3 separate regions of the Sus scrofa genome follow, and regions 2 and 3 are each linked to region 1. Evidence: chromatin contacts called from public HiChIP or PLAC-seq data. All regions are on one chromosome and are shown on one strand. Each heading gives the region's core, a stretch centred on a gene start, on an enhancer-like site or on the middle of the called end of the contact. The rest is flanking DNA. Distances are from core to core; before and after follow the strand shown.

The links. HiChIP or PLAC-seq counts read pairs in DNA pulled down with a chosen protein or histone mark.
Region 2: an H3K27ac HiChIP or PLAC-seq map of alveolar macrophages shows a contact between it and region 1. The contact joins two enhancer-like sites. A contact is called at or near these places in 1 of 5 promoter capture datasets (liver), 8 of 47 Hi-C or Micro-C datasets (embryonic fibroblasts, fetal heart ventricle, fetal skeletal muscle and 4 more) and 1 of 2 datasets of contacts at active chromatin or transcription factors (alveolar macrophages).
Region 3: a contact with region 1 is called in an H3K27ac HiChIP or PLAC-seq map of alveolar macrophages. The contact joins two enhancer-like sites. A contact is called at or near these places in 5 of 47 Hi-C or Micro-C datasets (alveolar macrophages, fetal liver, psoas muscle and 1 more) and 2 of 2 datasets of contacts at active chromatin or transcription factors (alveolar macrophages and skeletal muscle).

What each region holds. Positions count from the first base shown.
Region 1 is chr14:46,986,309-46,990,218 of Sscrofa11.1, forward strand. The region is part of intron 7 of MTMR3 (myotubularin-related protein 3); the gene reads left to right. Among named protein-coding and RNA genes, the nearest start is that of MTMR3, 110 kb to the left of the region's middle. Within about 2 kb of position 1,688, at least 4 of the 83 cell types and tissues checked have an H3K27ac peak or open chromatin away from gene starts, as enhancers often do. A contact at or near this core is called in alveolar macrophages, where this site is marked.
Region 2 is chr14:46,752,752-46,756,661 of Sscrofa11.1, forward strand. CABP7 (calcium-binding protein 7) reads left to right here. Exons shown (of 5, transcript XM_021072790.1): 2 at 2,413-2,556; 3 at 3,501-3,613. Among named protein-coding and RNA genes, the nearest start is that of CABP7, 7.1 kb to the left of the region's middle. Within about 2 kb of position 2,045, at least 12 of the 83 cell types and tissues checked have an H3K27ac peak or open chromatin away from gene starts, as enhancers often do. A contact at or near this core is called in alveolar macrophages, where this site is marked.
Region 3 is chr14:46,822,501-46,826,410 of Sscrofa11.1, forward strand. It overlaps ASCC2 (activating signal cointegrator 1 complex subunit 2), which reads right to left. Exons shown (of 19, transcript XM_021072416.1): 5 at 487-554. Among named protein-coding and RNA genes, the nearest start is that of ASCC2, 18 kb to the right of the region's middle. Within about 2 kb of position 1,686, at least 38 of the 83 cell types and tissues checked have an H3K27ac peak or open chromatin away from gene starts, as enhancers often do. A contact at or near this core is called in alveolar macrophages, where this site is marked.

The DNA.
Region 1 (3,910 bases), core at 438-2,937:
AAAATATAGCAAACATTACACAGCATATTTTTAAAGATGCTTTAATACATACTTTTGTTGGACCCTCATGACCTTGTCAAACAGGCACGATAGGCTGGTGTTTCTATTTTGGGAGCCAAAGAAATGGAGACTCAAAGGTAAAGGTTTTTTGCCAAGTCTCACTGCTAGGCAGTGACAAAGCCAGGATTTAAACCCCATTCTCAGCTGTTGGGAGCTGACTGAGTGGGGTGCTGTGGATACAGAGATGGAAAACAGAGGTACCTGGCCCTTCTGGATCCTTAGGGAAAGTCAGGAATTCAAGCTTCCCACAAGCCTGATTGGCTGGTGGAACCCACAGTTGTTCACAGGAGTCATCCATGCCAACCTTGGAAGGTGATGAGAATGTGTCTAAACTGTTCCTCACTTCAGTCACCCATTGAATCTTTCTTTTTCCTTTTTTGTATGAGATACCACTGTTTTTTGCTTGTTTATAGCTCTTTTCAAGTTTTTTGAGTGTATAAAAAAGTAATATTTACGTACAATGAAATGCACAAATCTTACAAGCATATTTGCTGAATTTTTAACCATGAACATCTTATTTATTAGATTTTTAGTTTCTCCCATTTTCTAGGATAATGAAGTTAGCGACTGTATTTTGCTGTCTTAACATATGTTATTTGGGAACTTTGATTTGTTTAAGACTTTTAACTCCAAAAGGTGTTCACTAGTTTAGGGTTGCTAGTGTTTAGTTAAGGCTTGAATTTCTCCTTACCTGTTAACTCCCACAACCACTGAAAATTCAGACTGAAATTCCTCATCTCTTTAGATGATTCCTTATTTCCTTGATACTTTTAGTTTCTTTTAGGATTTGAGCCAACTCTTAGGATGTTCCTAAGATGTGTGCCGGGTCAGAATTTAACTCCTATCGATTAATTATAGATGGCTTTGTCCTGAGCTGAGATAACTTTGGTCCCCAGACCTTTCCCTTCTTAAAGATATCTGGTATTTTACCAAGACACACAGATATCCATAGTTTCCTGTCTTTTCATGGATTTGTGATGGATGGAAGCATTTGGGGTGTAAAATACTGATCTAGGAACTGGAAAACCTGAATTCAAATTTGTATATTGCCATTTAATTGAAAATATTCCTGGACAAGGCATTTATCCTCCCTGTACTTTAGTTTTTTTTGATCTTCAGAGTGGAATATTTTTGTTCTTCCTGCCCAAGCTGATGTGGGTATCTTGAAGATCAAATCTGTTAATGCTGGAGAGTTTAACTCATAAATGTTTCAGTGCCTTCTATGTGCCATGCTTGTGAACATTCATTTTGGAAATTATGAACATACAAGATGATGTCATTGTAACTGATTAGAACTTACTCTGAGTAAAGGTTGTATTTTGTTTCTTTTCAATATATATACCACACTGAATTTAACCTGGTACAACTCACATTCACTCTTATTGTACTTCAGTGACTTGGTTTGGGAGTGTGTATATGTACAGCTTTTGCCTTTTATGTATTTTCACTATGGAGTACAAAGGAAAACATTCTTAAAAAATACTGTGGTGGCATTTTGAAAGCAAGTCAACCTGGTTCTTCTGTCTCCACCCAATATTGTTGAGTGTTGGTGGCGGCTACAGCGTTACTCACCAATAATGAGCAGGCCAGACAACCACATTCTTACAAATCATCTTTCGGTGAGACAGCACTTGAGATATTTCAAAGTCATACTGTTGTATAATCTGCCTCAACACATGAGATCATAAGCATAGACTCTCATGGGTGGAAGTTCATTTAGTCTTTCAGAATTTAATGAAACCTTTTATGGATTCTTTTCTGCCTAGCCTGTTGAGAGCAGAATGTGTCAGAGAGGGGGAAAATGGGAAAATTACATCATTATCTTGTATTCATGTAAATCTTAGTTTCTGGCTGTTGACCCTGTCATAGTTAAGCCAACCATACTGTGGTCATAGCTCTTGGTCTTAATCTCCTTTGAAAGAAGTTTCTACATTGTTGTTGGAGTTATTGTTAAACTGTTGACTCTTTTATCTTTCTCTCAAACTCTTAAAAAGAATGGACTAAAGCTTAAAGCTTCTCTCCTATATGCTCGGCGTCCTTCTCATTTTAGCTGATTTCTTGGTGATTGGTCTGTACTTAAGCATTAATTTGGAGGTCTGACTGATAACTGGGAAATTCAGTTACTAGTTTAGAGAGGTTCAGACCCACTTCTCCTGTGACATGCCCAGTAAACACATCTTGCTTAACCATGAAGAGCATATGACTCTGGGTCTTATACTGTTGTGCAGCTGCCTGTTTAGTATAAAGTAAAGGCCCTTGCCACAGAGTCTGTTTTGTGAGTTTGAATGCAGTCCAGTAAATATACATCTAGATGACTGCACTGGGACCTTTGTTCATAGAAAAGAATGATTCTTCTCTGTATTTGAAAATCTGGGAGAGCTACTTCTCACCTTCTTTGGTACTATCTTTCTTCACATCCTGGTTAAGGGCCTGGCTCTTCAATCTGAGGCCTTTAAGCTGTATATAACTGAAGGCTTGAATACTCAGAACAACCCAGTGAGCTGGACTTTTGGGGGCAGAATTATTTTAGATTGCTGATTGACACTGTGGTTATGATAGAGCGACTTATTTCTTTAGAGCTTTCATTCCCATTGAAATAAGAATTGCTGGACTGTGTTTGTATTTGTAGTATAAGAATCACAATGTTGGAGTTCCCACTGTAGCTCAATAGGTTAAGGATCTGACATTGTCTGTGAGGATGTGGGTTCGATCCCTGGCCTTACTCAGTGGGTTAAGAATCTGGTGTTGCCACAAGCTGCCGTATAGGTTGGAGATGCAACTTGCATCTGGTGTTGCTCTGGCGTAGGCCACAGTTACGGCTTCAATTTGACCCCTGGCCCAGGAACTTCCATATGCTTCAGGTGTGGCAGTAGAAAGAAGAAAAAGCAAAAGAAATACAGTGTTAGAAGGGAACAAATCCTCATTTAGGGTTGGGGGAGGCACACAGGAAGGACTGAAAAGGAAACATAAAGCCAAACAAAACTTATGACCCTAATATTTAAAATAAAGTGAGATACTACAGCATATCTAATATTGAATCAGTGGAGACATGAGAATTCCGAAAGGAGAATTTCTTAAGGAAATCTAGCAATATATGTCCTTGGTATGCACTTTTCTGCAGAATAAACACAAGTGAACTTCTAACATATTTTGGCAAAAGCCAGCTGAATTTCTCATGTATGTAAGACCTAATGCTAAATTTGTTTTCTTATTGGCCACGTCTGTGGCTTGCAGAAGTTCCCAGGTCAGGGTTTGAACCTGTACCACAGCAGTGACAATGCCAGATCCTTAACCTGATGCATCACGAAAGAATTCTGAGCTGCTAATTTTTTTTCAAGCAGTGGTTTTCAAATTGGAGGTTGTGATCCATCAGTGGGTCATAAAATCAAAGTTTTAAAAAATGAAATATGAAATGAAACATTTAGAATAGAAAATATCTGGAGTTCTCGTCGTGGCTCAGTGGAAACGAATCTGACTAGCATCCATGAGGACGCAGGTTCAATCCCTGGCCTCACTCAGTGGGTTAAGGATCTGGCATTGCCATGAGCCATGGTGCAGATTGCAGACGTGGCTTGGATCCCTCATGGCTGTGATGTAGGCCAGCATCTATAGCTCCAATTCAACCCCCAGCCTGGGAAACTCCATGTGCTGCGGGTGCGGCCCTAAAAAGACCAAAAAAAAAAAAAAAAAAAGACTAGAAAACAACAATGTATCACACACTAGGGTGGGTATTGTTTTGTGAAACTCTTAAGATATAAAATGTTGTATTGAATTGTTATGTAAAACATTCTTATTATGGATTGTGATGGTCAGTTTGAGAAGTGGTGAAGGTATCACTTGGGAGGACACA
Region 2 (3,910 bases), core at 795-3,294, 230 kb before region 1:
TGACTTGGGGTCTTAGGATGGTTCCCCCATCCCTAACCTCGGCTTGATTCCCCCTCCTCTGTGGTGGTCCATGGGGTGGAGGCGGGATCCTTAGGGGCTTTACAAGGGGACAGGCAGCATCCTCAGCTTCCCTACTGCTTCTTGCCGGCTTGGGGAATAGAAAGTCGATGCTGCCCTTACTGGGATCGTTTGTAAACTAAGAGTAAATGGGCTCTGAGTGATGGCCTCACACCAAGTGGAGCATGAACTGCTGCTCAGCTCCTTTGTCCCTGTGCTCCAGCTGGGTGGGTTCCCTGAATCAGTCATCCACTTAACCATTGATTAGCAAAGGGTTATGCCTGAATGACAGACACTCTTCCAGGTGACAGGGACACAGCAGGGAACAAGACTGACCCGGTCACTGCTGTCATGACACTCATGGTTCACGATCCAGTGTGGTCAGGAAGGAGTCCTTGGGGGAAGAGTCGGGTCTGTGGGAGCCCAGAGGAGGGGCAGAGTCAGCTGGGGGGCAGGGAAGGGGCTGGGGAAGTGCGGCCGTCCCTGCTGAGAACCGTCCTTTCATCAGGACTGAAAGGGCCCCTAGGGCTGGAGTTGAGGATACCTGAGGTGGGCAGAACCTGTGGCTGGGTCAGAAGGACAACAGTGCCAGTCAGAAACCCGTGTGTGTGTGTGGAGGGTCAGGCAGAGGTCAGCATCTATCGCCCAGAGACTCCCGGTGACTGGAATCCCTCAGCAGTCTCTCTAACTGCTGGGCCTCTGTTCACACACCCCTGGCGTGGGGAGCTCACGACCTCTTCAGTGGCCCAGGAAAACTCTAGGTGGGAGTCAGCCTGGAGTTCCCAGAATCCAGGGTTTATTGAAGCTCCTGGACCTGGCCCAGATCTCCCTTCCCATCTGCTTTACTGGCCAAGGGGCCAGTGGAGAGGAGACCAGATTCTCAGGTCTGCCTGGGATGGGTAGGGGGTGGTCAGAGTCAGAGGGTCTGGGGGCCTAGGCAGTTCAGGTATAGCCACTGTCTCTGGCCTGGCCTGCATGTCAGCTGGAACCTCTAGGCTTTGGGTGCAGACACCAGGCAGGAAGAGCCTGATAAAGCTTGGGGCTTTGGCCCAAGCCACCTTGCCGTGTGACTTGGGACATATGACCATCCTCTCTGGACTGTAGTAGGTCCAACAGAATCAAGGAGGGACCCTCAGAGGCAGGATTCCACAGTTGGTTTCAGGGGCTCACAGATCCCTAAGGCCAGGCCTGAGCCAGCCTAATTCCTACCCTCACCAGAAATAGGCCTGTCCCCTCACTGAGGTTGGGCACCTAGCCTCCTGGGTCTCATTTTTCAGGTGTGCATCTCATCTGTCTATTTCCAAATACACGCACACACATGAGCACACATGACACACACACGAGCTTACCTCTGCCTACTGGAGTCCCACCTGGGGGAACAGCTTAGGTGAAAATGAATTGAACAAAGAGACCCCCAAGAGCCGGAGCAGAAAGGGTGCGAGTGGATTGAGATTCCCTGCCCACCAACCCCTCTTGGGCTGAGTAACAATGAAAGGACAGCAATCAGAGAAACAGATGGAACAAAGGTAAACAGGGAGAGGTTAGGACCATTCAACCCTCAACAGTTCCTGGATGTCCCTGGTAAAACTCTTTCATCCTCACACCATTACTGCTCATTTTACTGCGGGTAAGACTGAGGCTGGCCTAAGGTCACTTACTGGGAAGTTCCCAGACTTCAGCCCAGCACCTTGATCCGCATCCCTGAGTCGCCCAGGTTCTCAGGCCTCAGTCTCCCCCTCTGTACGATGGCAGGGGAGTGATCCCCACTACTGAGCTGGCCTGGGTGTGCTGCAGCCCTTCCATCCATCCTCTGGCTTCCCCCAAACCTTGGGCTCCTGGGAGGCACTCTGAGCCAAGCTGCCAGCCCATTAGCCTGGAGCCGCAGCTGCCTCACGTGGCCTCCATTAACGAGTGTTGGCCGATGTTAACGAGCTGAGCTCAGGGAGGAAGTGCGAGGGGGATGGAAGGAGTGTGTGGGGGAGGGCAGGGAAGCTGTAGGCAGTTCCTGGAGGCTACGAGGCTGCCTGGCTTGGCGTCCTCCCCTGCACAGTGGCACCTGTGGTACTGGCCACACGAGGTCGTCGCGAGCACGCCTGGAGAAGCTATGGGAGCTCGGCCTGCGGCCTGTGCAGCTGAGACCCCTGGGCAGCTTTCACGCTGCCGCTGCCAACCAGGGTATACCTTTGCTGCCGGCTCGGCCTGCCCTGAGCTCCTGGGAGGCAGCACTATAATGGACTCTTGGGCCACCTGCCAGTTGTCTCTGACCAGACCTGCAGGCTCTGGGATCCTGGGGGTCTGGGAAGTGGGGTGTCAGGGACAGGAGTCAAGTCCTGACCTACTCTGCTCCTCTCACAGAGATCCGCGAAGCCTTCAAAGTCTTTGATCGCGATGGCAATGGCTTCATCTCCAAGCAGGAGCTGGGCACAGCCATGCGCTCCCTGGGCTACATGCCCAATGAGGTGGAGCTGGAGGTTATCATCCAGCGGCTGGACATGGACGGTGAGCACCCCCCTCCCCCCCAGGCCCTGCTGCTTTCATTTCCTCACCCCTCACCTGCAGGGGCTGAGTCTGGGGCCTGAGCCCTGCAACTGAGCCCACCGGGGGCCTCCATTCTCCCCACTCCTGCCTCCCCCAAGCCCATGGCAGTTTGTGGCCAGTTCTGGCCCCATTTCCCAGCCTGGAGAATTGAGGCCGGGGTGTTTGTTCCATTGTGGCTCAGTGGGTTAAGGATCCAGCATTGCTACTGCAGCAGGTCGGATCACTGCTGTGGGGTGGGTTTAATCCCTGGTCTGGGAATTTCCACACGGCCACTGGTGCAGCCAGGAAAAAAAAACATTGAAGCCAGAGAGAGTGTAACAGTCCTGGCCACACCTAGAGGTTGGAGACTCTGCCCTTTTCGGTCTGTATTCCCCCACATTTTTAAAGTACAGAAAAGTAGATCTCAGTTCCCTTCACGGAGAATAAAAAAGTCAGTTAATTAGTTGTATTTGCCACCTGGCATTTTATTAAGGAGAAACTCATAAGGAGCAGTAAAGCCCAGTCCCCTCCGCTCATCCCCGTGGCCTTTTCTCCACTCAGAAGGCAGGTGGTGGCCTGGACAGGTGGATCCCTCATCCTGAGCTTCGGTTCCTGTGTGGTGGGGTGGATGTCCGGCCCCACACTCGCTCCAGGACAGCAGCAGGGTGCTGGGGAGTCACGTGGGGTTTGAAATGAAATGTGTCTCCCACCTGCGAGGCCCACTCGCCTCGCCCCTCGCCCCCACCTTGTCAGGTGGGGCCTTAGCACTCTTGGTGGCTTTAGCATCAGCCCAGAGCCTGGCCCATTAGGTATCCCTGAAATTGATTCTGAGGGATCTGAGAAGTGGACCTGCCTGAGGTCCCATAGTGGCCCAGGGTGCCCAGGTGCAGCCTCACCAGCTGACTGGACCTGTGCCCATGCTCTAGGTGATGGTCAAGTGGACTTCGAGGAGTTTGTGACGCTCCTGGGACCCAAGCTCTCTACCTCGGGGATCCCAGAGAAGTTCCACGGCACCGACTTTGACACTGTCTTCTGGAAGGTACACCCTGGCTGATTGGGACCCAGGCCTGTGCACACGGTGGAAGGCTGTACCGGGGCCAGTGACAGGTCGGGCCCACACCATAGAAAGGGGGTGACACCTTCAGGCTTCTGTACACCGGACATCTTCTCTCTCAGGGGCCATGGGCTCCCTGGGGAGGCTGGTGCCAGTCGAGGACACAAGGAATGGAATGAATGGTTCCTGGCCCTCCAGAATCTAGAGGCTTGTTGCTGGCTTGTGTGGCTACAGGTGCTGGGTGGGGACTGTGGTGGTGGCGGTGGCCGGAACACTGTGTCT
Region 3 (3,910 bases), core at 436-2,935, 160 kb before region 1:
GGTTCGATCCCTGGCCTTGCTCAGTGGGTTAAGGATTCGGCGTTGCTGTGAGCTGTGGCGTAGGTCACAGATGCGGCTCGGATCCCGTGTTGCTGTGGCTCCGGCGTTTGCTTGGCAGCTACAGCTCCAGTTCGACCCCTAGCCTGGGAACCTCCATATGCCTCGGGTGCGGCCCTAGAAAAGACAAAAAAAAAAAAAAAAAAAGAAAGAAAGAAAAAAGAAAATGCACCTCAAGCTCTTTGTGTATGAGTGCTGGACAGCCCTTAGGTTTCGGTCTGGTTCAAGAGGGGAAAGGACAAATCCGAAGGAGTGAGGGGAGGGGTAGGACGCAGAGATGGTCTGGAGATGGGTCTGGAGGAGGGGTGAGATGAGGGGCAAACATCTCCCCCGGACTCTTCCAGCAAAGTCTAGGAACATCACCAGTGGGGGGAAGGGGGGTGGGCCTCCTCAGCCTGCCCGCCCTCGGGCAGGGCTGAGAACTGGTACCTGAAGGATGGTGGGCACGGTTGCATCCAGGTCATTATAGTAACTTGGCTGCTGGAGAAAGATGTTTCCTGAAAAGAGAAAAGAAAGGTAAGAATTGGGAAAAGACAGTGAGCATGGAGAGGACACATTACAAATGGTTGCCAGCGTGTTCTGTGACCTTTCTCCCCTTTCCTAAGCCTGCCTGCACCAGAGCAGTCCTGGCCCCAGGCCCTGCTGGCACAGAGCTTTGGCCCAGCCTAGAAACTTCCCCAGGGTAGGGGAGGGACCTTGCTCAGTACAATTTAACCTTTTGAGCACCTCTGCCCAGTGAATTATGTAAAAGACCCACCCTGGTCAAACCAGCTCACCCTGTCATCCCCAGGGAATGATCACACCTGGGCACTGTGCCTGGTATGACGGCACTAGCTTTGTAAATGGCAGTCAGTCATCCAGGAAAATTAGGAGATGTGATTTCTTTGCTCAAGAAACCTGGGTGCGACCATCCAGGATACTTGCCAGGCCAGGCCTTCAATAATGTGAAGAGATTCTAGGGTGGCCTATCTCTAGAAATTCTCTTACCCTCTGCCTTTGAATCTGCTAGCCACTCTAATCCCTACTCCAAGGTGAGAAGCCTGAAAGGGACCTGGAGGGATATTTCTCACACATGTGCAGTCATTCCTATAAAAGGAAGCCCCTCTCCAAGTGTTTACTATCTTCCAAGTGCTGCTGCTCTGAGTGCGGAGGTTAGAGCATATGGTAACTGGAATAGACGGTGGATGTTCTAGTTGCCTAAATGGGGATGGAAGGCGGGGAGGGAGGGAAGGTCATGGCTAGCTGAGGGGCATGGTGAAGCAAAATGCCAACACCTGGGCTCCTCGTATCACTAGCATCCCAGCATCTAAGGCTGTCTGTCTGTCAGGATGTTCTGAATTTTAGGTGTCCTCTGACTTTGGGTGGGTCTGTCCTTGGTTGCCTTCCTGATAACCCTGCAGCCCTCACCCCAACCTGGAGGATTTGAAGATGAACAAGATCAAAAGCCAAATGGGGCTGGGTGAGTAAGCCAGTGACTAGGTGGCTGGACTTTCTGTAAACACTTTCCTGGAGGCCACTTCGTTCCTTGATTCCAGAAAGCTGAGTTTTCCCTGCATGAGCTTGCTCAGTGCTTCCAGCCTCCAGATGGGTGCTGATCTCTCAACCTGTGAAGGTATGTCCTGACCATCTGCACCTACTTCCTGATCCTGACTGGCAGGGAGTGACGGAGCTGTCTTCCCATCAGCCTCTGCTCTTCCTCATAAAACTGTTCCTATTGCTATCCTCAAGGTCAATTTCAAACTCCTGACCATGGTGCAAAAGGCCCTGTGAGATATGGCCTCTGCAGGCATCTCGGGCCATCCTCCTCCCATTCTCCGAATTGCATTCCTCCCTCACACCATCCTCAACCTCACAGAACGAGCTCTGTCCCCTCCCTCTGCCTGCAGTGACCTCCCAGAACTAGGTCCACCATAAGGCAGGCGTCAATTTCTCCGGGCAGAGCCCCCTGACACCAGCATCTGGAGCAGGCATCCCCCCTCATAATGCCCAGCCCACACAGTGGGCCTCACCACACCTGGACCACCAAGCATTGGGGAAAGCACCTCTCACAGTCCTTCCCATGCCTAAGCCTCAGTCACAGGGGTGACTGATTAGGATCAAAATAGATCACATTTCGCAATCTACCCTTGGGGGCTTTGGAGTCTCTTTCTACTTCTTTATCTGATTCGGATGACAGTGCAGATCTGACTTTTGATCTCTTAAAGAAATAATTAAAATGTAAGGGACAGCCCTCGAAGAGTCCCTTCTCAGAAACCCAGGGTGGATGGAAGGTACTGCCAAAAAGATCAGGGCTATCCTGCACGGGGCCAAGGCTCCAAGAGTCTAACTGAGAGGCTCTGCTTTCACAATGCCACTTGGCTGATTCACAACACCAGCCTTGAGGTTTAAAAAAAAGTGGGAGGCGGGGACATGGCAAGGACTGGGCTTCTGACCAAAGGACGGTCAGCTAGTTCCCTTGCTCCCCTCTTCTCTCCTTTGTCCACCTTCTTCCAGCTGATCTGCTTTGCTCAAGAGCTTCTGTGGTGGAGAAAGTGGAGGCTGCCCCTTGCTGTGTCTTGTGTCTTCTGCTCAAGGGTTCAAAAGAGCTGCTGCTAATGTGTGAGTGTGTGTGTGTGTGTGTGTGTCGGAGGGTGTGGAGAAGGGATCTGCAGACAGACAGACAGACACACACACACACACACACATACACACAACGATGGGGCTCCTGATGTCTGATCCTGCCCTCTTTTCTGTGAGCCAAAGAAAAGGATCTCCCTAATAAGCTAATTTAGAGTTCTCAATCTGGGGATGAAAACATTCTAAAATACCTCAAAATCGAGGGACCATGTTTCCTGGAGATAAGCTTTCATCTGATGCTCAAAGGAACCAGTGCTTTTGGGAGCCTAACCCAAAAGATGAGGAATCCTGGCATAAGCAGAGCTTCCTCACTCCACCCCAGCCTATCTGGAAGTGGCCAGACAGCATCTCTCCCAGGTCCTCATGGCTCACAGATCTAACACTGACCCTGCCTCCACTCACAACCCGCTCCCCACCTCCTGTTTTCCGACATCAGTTTTTTCCAAAGTCGTTAAGACTTCTACCTCCAGCTGACCCCCTAAGCTCTGCTTTATGCTCCTCCCCAGTGTCCTTTTCAGCCTCAGCAGCCCAACCAGGCTTTCACTTTCAAACCCACACTGAAGCCCCGGCCTCCTCCATGGCCTCCTGTCACCACCCTCCCCACGTGCATGCTGCCAGATTAGCCTTGCTACCAGATGGCTCCCTGCCCTGCTCCAAACTCCTAGAGGCTCCATGGCCTCGGCACCACCACAGCTCACACTTACCGAGTGCCCATAACGTGCCAGGTGCTGTGGGGAGCACTACCTCATATTTAATCCCCACAACCAGCCTTCAAGGTGGGTGTGTCATTAGTCTTCCCCTCTTCAGAGGAGAAAGCTCAGGCTTAGAGTGGCTAATTAACATGATCAAAGTGACACACCCAGAAATAGAGCTGGGGTGTGAACGGGCACTTCAACTCCAGAGCTGGCTCTCTTAGCCACCAAGCAGCAGTGCTCCCCAAGTGCTAAAGTCTGGTGTGGAGCCCTCCCCGATCTGGCCCCAACTTCTTCCCCTGTCTCCAGCACAGCTCTCACCAAACTGGCCCAGTAACTGTTTCTCTGCCTAACCGGCTGTGATTTTGCTCACTCACCCCATCCTCTCAGTCTACAGTATAATTATTAAGAGTCTTTCCTGGGGAAAAGAAAAGAAATTAACTGATGATCAGGCAATAATTAGATCTGAATGAAACACCAGAGGTTGTTCCAATGAAAAAGCTGGATGTGAAATTTCATACACATTGTACTCTAACATGTATTTT